Linked DNA regions of Mus musculus: region 2 is linked to region 1. The links are chromatin contacts, called in public Hi-C maps. All regions are on one chromosome and are shown on one strand. Each heading gives the region's core, a stretch centred on a gene start, on an enhancer-like site or on the middle of the called end of the contact. The rest is flanking DNA. Distances are from core to core; before and after follow the strand shown.

Region 1 (3,502 bases), core at 47-2,546:
AAGTTATTTTCAATGATACAGGGCTAGAAAGTTGTTTTTGGAACTTCTCCAGAGTTTAGTTCCACCTCTCAATTTAAAGCATCTTGGATTTCTTTATTAAGGAAATTAAATAGTAAATGAAGCCTCATATACCTATTTTAATTTATACTATCCCTTTTCTTTGCATTTATTTGGGGTTTAGTTAATTCCACACATAGCTGTATATATTGTTTGTATTTTTTTGTTTCACGTAGATATATTTTTTCAGCATTTGCATACACATGTTCCTTAAAGGTGATGGATGCTGACTTTGTTTCTAGTCTGCCATAATCCTTCCTCTATTCAGTGTGTCTCAGAGCACCTGTTCAGTGCTGAGTAACTATGAACAATTGAGTCACACATGACATGTTATGTGGGGCTTGATCCAGATCCCCCAGAACGCACACTATCAAATGAATTAGACTGTCAAAAACACTGAGGGCGTTTAAATCTGTCAAGCTTGAGTAGCACACAAAGTTAATGCCTTGCTCTTTACAGAAATATGCAGCTAGGACTACCACATTCCGTGGAAAGCTGGTGTGGGGTTCATAACAGCATCATTCACTTTTATGTAGCTCTTTGTAATTTAGAATCTAGTTAACAGCATATTGCTCAGTTTAGTGTCACCAGATCCTGCACACTGGTCAGGCCAAAGCCCCTTTTCTAACAACAACAACAAAAAAATTTGGACAGTTAAGGACTATGTATAAATTCACAAAATTGGTGAGTTGGCAGATCTGATATTGGAACCTACCCTTTCTGAGACTTAAACCAGTGTGTTTTCCTCCCTCCACAAGCTTAGTGAACATATTTGTTTTTTAACACAATAGCATGCTCTGTGACGAGGAGAACGTATAGATGTGCCTACTAAAAAGATGTGGAAATAACTCAATGTAAAGTATCTCAAGTTCATTTTGTATTGGCCATATTCTGCCTCCTTTCTTCCACAATCTTCTCAGAGCATAGGAGAGGGAGGAGGATGAAAATTGGGACAAGAATCCTTCCTCCATTGCCAAAAGAAAGGGTTAAAAAAGTGACGTTTTAAAGGCTTAAGTGGCAAAGAGAATTCTGAATTATTTAAGTGCAAAAGAAAAAAAAATCCACTAAAAGGCTGTAATCCTCCCTAAAGTTTTTTTAGTGTCTCTGGAAAAAGTCAGTGGGTGTGTGTCTGGGGAAGGGTTGGGGAGGGTGGATCAGACTCCTTCTAATAGGCTTTCTTTAAAAAAAGAAGAAAAGAAAACACACACACACTCAAACAGAAGGAGAAATAAAAGTTTGTCTCTGTTGAGAAGCTTCCTCTGTGCTTAAAATCTACAAGAAGCACTGAAAACTCAAGTCGCAGAGGCGCGCGCTCTGATTTGGTTGTTTACCATCAATCAGACGGTTGCTTGGCAGACACTGGATGGTTATGAGCCTGAACAAGCTGAAAGGGGCAGGAAAAGAAGTGGAGGCAGCATTCTTCCTATTTAAAGCTGCACCGCTTGAAAAAAGTTTTCGCAGACTGTGCCGGACCTGGTGCTGAAACAGACTGAGGCAGCGCGGGGACTGGTGCTGAAAAAGAGCCCCCAGCGGAATTCATGGTGCTACAGTGACCTCAGTATCTACTCTTCGATCCCAGGAGGACCCACATGTCTCATATTTAGACATGATGGCAAACTGGGTGGGAGCAAGACCTCTCCTCATTCTTTCTGTTTTATTAGGGTACTGTGTCTCAATAAAAGCCCAGGAACAAGAGAATGGTGAGTTTGCCTTTTGCTTTGCTTATGGTGTTTATGGCTTGGTTTGGGAACTAGATGGAATGTTAAGCTTCAGGAAGAGGATAAAGAGAAGACTCTGGTTTGAAGTTTGAGAAGGGGGCTCTAGGATTTGTAGCTTGGCTCTGGAGACTAGGCACATTTGCAAATCCGGAGCTTCTGTGCGTGCCCTGGCAAAAAGTGGGCTTCTGACATCCTGTAAGAGCCAGGATATCACCAGTCTTTTTTTTTTTTTTTTGCCGGAATGTAAGAGTGGGACGTTTAAAAGAAAACAAGAGTGCTTAAAACGGAGCCCCGGAGGCACTTTTAGTTAGAGGTCTGTCCTGTGGGCAGGCGCTTTCCAAGCAGGGAAAGCCGCTGCAGCAGAAGCTGGGCAGGGTGGAGTCTTTCCTGTGTGAACTTCAGCAGCTTCATGAAAGTCTTTGTTTAGAAAAACCTCTCCAGCAGGCAAATCCGATAGTTCGGAATTTCCTTTGTCTTTGCTCTTTATCCTCCCCTCCTAAAGTTTTCATCTCTGATCTTAAAATCGGGTTTGCCTACAGAGAGGGAGTCAAGTTTATTTCTCCATGACAGACTCTGATAGAAACCAGATTTCTTAAATTTCTGTGCTTTCCCACCCTACTGACTTGATTATCAGGACAGCATGGTTCCTGGGTGGATGGATGAAGGCAGGAAATTCTACTTGGAACAGAGTATTAAGAAGGACTTTCCCCTTAGACCCTTCCTTTCTCCCTTTCTTCTTCTCTTCCCCCGTTCCTTCTATTTTCTTTTCTTTTAAGGCATATCTTGCTTGGTTACTGTTTTGTTTTGTTTCCCCTATGTGATTTACATATGTTAGTGCTGGGATGTATTGTTAAGCAAAATGGCGTGGCTGCTATAGAATAAAACTTAAAAATAAAATAAAATGGGCCTCGTTGATATTAACGTTAACTTTTGAAGGTTGAAGTGTCAGAAACAGATACATTCTCATTGTAAGAGGCCAGCATAGATCTGAATCTCTGTTAGCATCACACTCAAGCTTCCAAAACTTAGCAATGTGCTAATCGTGTCTGTAACTGTCTTTCTCCTGTGTATATCCAGCCATCTGTACGAATATGTTTTCTGCCTTTCTGATTTTTTTTTCTCTAAAAATATTTAGAAACTGTGTTTAGCAACTGTAAGTTGTAGAAATCCCAAGGTTCTGGAGATAAAATTCAAGTCTGTCAGCAGCCCCATAGAGGGAGCACTTTTCTAAAATCTTAAAACTTTAAAATCAGTTTCTATGCTTCATAACGTGAGGAAACTTATGAAGGGTGAAACTTGCGTTTCCTCATAATGTCATGAAAAGTCTGTGCTGTTCGCAAACGCAAAGAACAAAGAAGTTAGGAAAGAGGAGAGCACATAGCAGCGTTAAGATAGAAGCAAAATGTCTGAGTATCAATGAATCTGTCCACTCCCCTCCCCTACCAGAAGACTAACTCTAAAATATCTATACAGACTTTATTCTCAATTTATGTTAAAATGATGTGCTTAATTTTTGTAATGTACAAAAGTAATCGAACATGTGTGTAAATGAAAGATGTAAGATGTTCAAAAGTCTTAGAAGGTAGGTCATGTGCTAAAACTCTTGTCTAAGTCATTGCATTTATTCTGTAGGTCTTACTGAGAAATGAGGGGTTTACTGTTCTCTAAGATTAATTTTCATACATTAAGAATAGGTGGCTTGGTTCAGAAAGTCTTTGGGCCAACCC
Region 2 (3,623 bases), core at 438-2,937, 38 kb before region 1:
TTTGAATATTAATGCATGTTTGATTTATGATATTTCCAAGGTTACAATAAATTTTCTTTATTTCAGATAGCAAATAAAAACCCATAACATATTCATGTATGAAAATAATAAAATAACAACAAAGAGAATTGATTTTTAACAATGTATCATCCTCAATTGAAAATAATTTGAAGTATTTAAAATTTTTAGTGAATGAGGGGAATGGAGAGATACCTCAGAGGTTAAGAGCACATACTATTCTTATAGAGGACTTGAGTTTAGTTCTCAGCACCATATTTGGTAGCTTACAAACATCTGTAACTCCAGTTCCAGAGGATTTGATGTTCTCTTCTAGCCTCTGAGAACACTCACAAACAGGTATGCACATACCCAGAAACATCCCCCCCCATACGTACACAACACTCCCCCCACACCCCACCCCACCACACACACACACACACACACACACACACACACACACACACATATTAAAAACCTACATTTAAAGAATTTCAGTAAATGAATTTATCTTTTCGGTGTCCTCTGTTTATTGTTGCTGAAGAATTTGGTAGGATTTCTTGATAATCTTTAATTAATATCTATGAAACAATAAGCAATGAAATCTTGGATACAACATGCTTTCTTAGTTAGAAATAAGAACTAGATTGTGTTTTTCCTATTTGAAATCTGTGTATGTATTTTCAGCCTGTTAAGCACACACTTACAACAGCCAAGAAGAGCCTCACTACTCATAAACTTTTGAGTCTCACATTGATTCACATACTTTAGAAAAGTAACTGTCTGAAGTCACCAAATAGGGACTCTTTTTCCAAATTAAGTTGCCTAATTATAAACTTCCCATTGCTAAGGGATGTAAAGGTCACCATTAACAGCCATGGTTTCAAACAGATCATGGACAAATCTGCTTGTGGACATTTGCCAAGAAATGGAGTGTTTGCAGACGGCTTGGCATAGACTCCTCTAAAGGAGCAAGCTCCACCCAACCCCTTTACTCTGCATTTTCTGACTGGCTTGCTACAGAGAAACAAGTATTTAGACACATTTAAACCATCAACAGAAGTTTAATCTGAGAAAATACATTATGAAGAACAGATGATTTTACAATACTGCTCATTTCACTTCACTGAACAAGACCTCAAATTCATCTTTTGAAAATAGAGATTCGTCTTCTCTTCCTCATGTCCTCTTGTCCTTAAAAGTAGAAGCACTGATGTCCATGTGATTTCGTGCAATATTCCTTGAGTAGCCATTTACTTTGAACTGCAGTTGTTAGTACCCACATTGCTGCAGTTCTGGCGAATCAGCTCACCATATTTGGATTTTTTTTTTGTCTTTGTTTTTTGTTGTTTGTTTGGTTGGTTGGTTGGTTGGTTTTCTCCTTTCAATGGCTTCCTCTGTCTGTTTTTTTTTTTTTTTTTTCGCAACAAATGTAAAATATTTTAATCAAGTGAAAACAGACGAAACACATGGAAATTCTGCTCAGTCAGGGATAAGTTTGCTGATGTCATTTCTCTTATGGTGGCCAAATAGTTCTAAGGAGAATAATCAATCTAGCAGACTTGAACTTTCAGTTAGAAACTAAATCATCTGTTCTAAGTTCTGTACATCTCCCCCTTTCTGCTCCCTCTGTTTCAACCCCTCCCCACAAGAAAGGGAGGAAAGGAAGAGGAATGTAAACCTCTGAAATAGTTTCATGCTTTCCTTGTGTGTCACACCACTCGCGTTTCTCTCCACCCCTTCTTTCTCATTCCACTGGTGAGTACACATGTTTTTTTTTTTTTTTCTGGGCTGTTATTCTTTATGAACAGAAAAAGAATGACACAGATTTATATTTGAAAAATCTGTTCACTTCAGCCTTGCTCTAAGTGCAGGCATTGCTTTCTGCTTTCATGGCTTCATCTCAGGGCTCTGAAATCTTTAGCTTCATGTAAGCCTGTACTTCATGTAAGTATTCGACTCAAATCCAGCTTTCAGCTGACATCATGCCTTAGATGTTTTCTAAATTTGAATTCAAAATAGACGAAGCTGAATTAGGGATTTGTATAAGGCATCCAAGCCTCATTATTATTATTATTTTCTACTGGCACGAAAAGCTTCACCAGTCACCAGGCATCAAAACTGAGTTTTTAAGGTGATTTTGGGTTCTCTTTCTTGTTGATTTCTTTTTGGTGAATTGTTGGCCACACTATTGTTAGTTCTAGATTAAAAGACCCCACTGCTGCACACATACCCAGATTTTCCTTGTATGTGTGTATGTGTGGTGTTGAAGACTGCACCCAGAACCATTTGTTTCATGCAGTGTATTGTTTCTGCTGTATATTTTGCTTTCATATATATGTGTGTGTGTGTATGTATATTTATATGTATATATATATATATATATATATATATATATATTTAAAACTTTTTATCAGTTCTTTGTGAATTTTACATCATGCTCCCCAGTCCTACTCATCATCTCCCTGTCTACTTGTATCAGTTCTTGCAACATTCCCCAGAAAATAAAATACACACACACACACACACACACACACACACACACATGCACACACGTGCGCATAGAAAACATGTTATCATGGAAGCTGTAGTATGTCACAGTGTGTCCCACAATATACGTCTCTGTCTACACATCTTCACTTGCAAATGGTCATTGCAATGAATCATTGAGGTCTCTGGCTTCTGTGATACTATCAATATTGGCTCTTCACTGGAACTCCTTCCAGTTTTCTTGTTGTGCCCTACGTCATGGAGGTCCTGCAGCTTTGGATCTGCAGGACTGGCTTTTTGATGTGCCCCAACATTTTACAGGTGATGTAGATTTTGGGGATGTGTCAACTCAAAGACCTAGGTCTGGGCCTGAGTAGTAGCTGAGTTGGTCGACAGTTCTGCTGTCCTTTATCCACATCATTAGGGCAAACTCTCCAGCACTTCTTGGATGAAACCATCCAATGCTCCCATCAGCAGGAACAGGGTCAGCTCTTTCAGTTTTATGCTCTCAAGACCAGCTCACACACACACGTGTGCCTCCAGATTCAGCTACATTGTGCTGCTTAATCAAGGTGAGTGGTCCACTCTCCCAAGTCTGCAGCCTGCCAGGGGCTGGGCCAACTCTCCTGCTCTTACACCCTCAGAGCTGGCTCACCTGTGGTTTTGCCATTAGGGCTAGATCCACTGTGTGGCCTAGGCAAGGTTGCAGGGTCTGTGTTCCTGGCAGTGAAGAGCAGGGACAACTGTCCTTATCTTACGACCTTGGGGCTAGCTCTCTTAACTTTTGCAAGTGAAAAGGGGCTGGGTATATAGAGAGGAAGGCATCACTTTCCCACTCCACACAGCAGGAGAGTGTGAGAGCCAGCTCTTTTTGCACTCATATTGTGGAGCCAGTTTACCTGCACCCCTGCCACTAAGGCCAGCTTTACTGTGCTGTCTAGGTGACTTGCAAAACCTGCATTCCATAGTGTTGCATCTAGCAAGATGCAGGGCCAGATCACCTGCTCTCATGACCTAGCATCTAGCTCTCCTGACTGACTGCTGCAGGTGGCAAGGAGTTGTCATGGTAGGGAATCACCTGAGTGCCTGTGCCAACTCACACCTGAGGAATGACAGGGCCTGTACCAGGGTCAGTT

Evidence for each region. Hi-C and Micro-C count contacts between places; a contact is called where the count stands out from the background.
Region 2: a Hi-C map of 3T3-L1-derived adipocytes shows a contact between it and region 1, with 1.6 times the contacts expected there. The contact joins the enhancer-like site here to the promoter of Col5a2 in region 1. A contact is called at or near these places in 8 of 484 Hi-C or Micro-C datasets (the 3T3-L1 cell line, 3T3-L1-derived adipocytes, the C2C12 cell line and 4 more) and 3 of 9 other capture datasets (adipose tissue, liver and macrophages).

What each region holds. Positions count from the first base shown.
Region 1 is chr1:45,501,076-45,504,577 of GRCm38.p6, reverse strand. Col5a2 (collagen, type V, alpha 2) reads left to right here and starts at 1,296. Exons shown (of 54, transcript NM_007737.2): 1 at 1,296-1,757. The coding sequence starts at 1,664.
Region 2 is chr1:45,539,410-45,543,032 of GRCm38.p6, reverse strand. No RefSeq gene overlaps it. Among named protein-coding and RNA genes, the nearest start is that of Col5a2, 38 kb to the right of the region's middle. Within about 2 kb of position 1,687, at least 47 of the 459 cell types and tissues checked have an H3K27ac peak or open chromatin away from gene starts, as enhancers often do. A contact at or near this core is called in 3T3-L1-derived adipocytes, the C2C12 cell line, adipose tissue and 4 more, where this site is marked.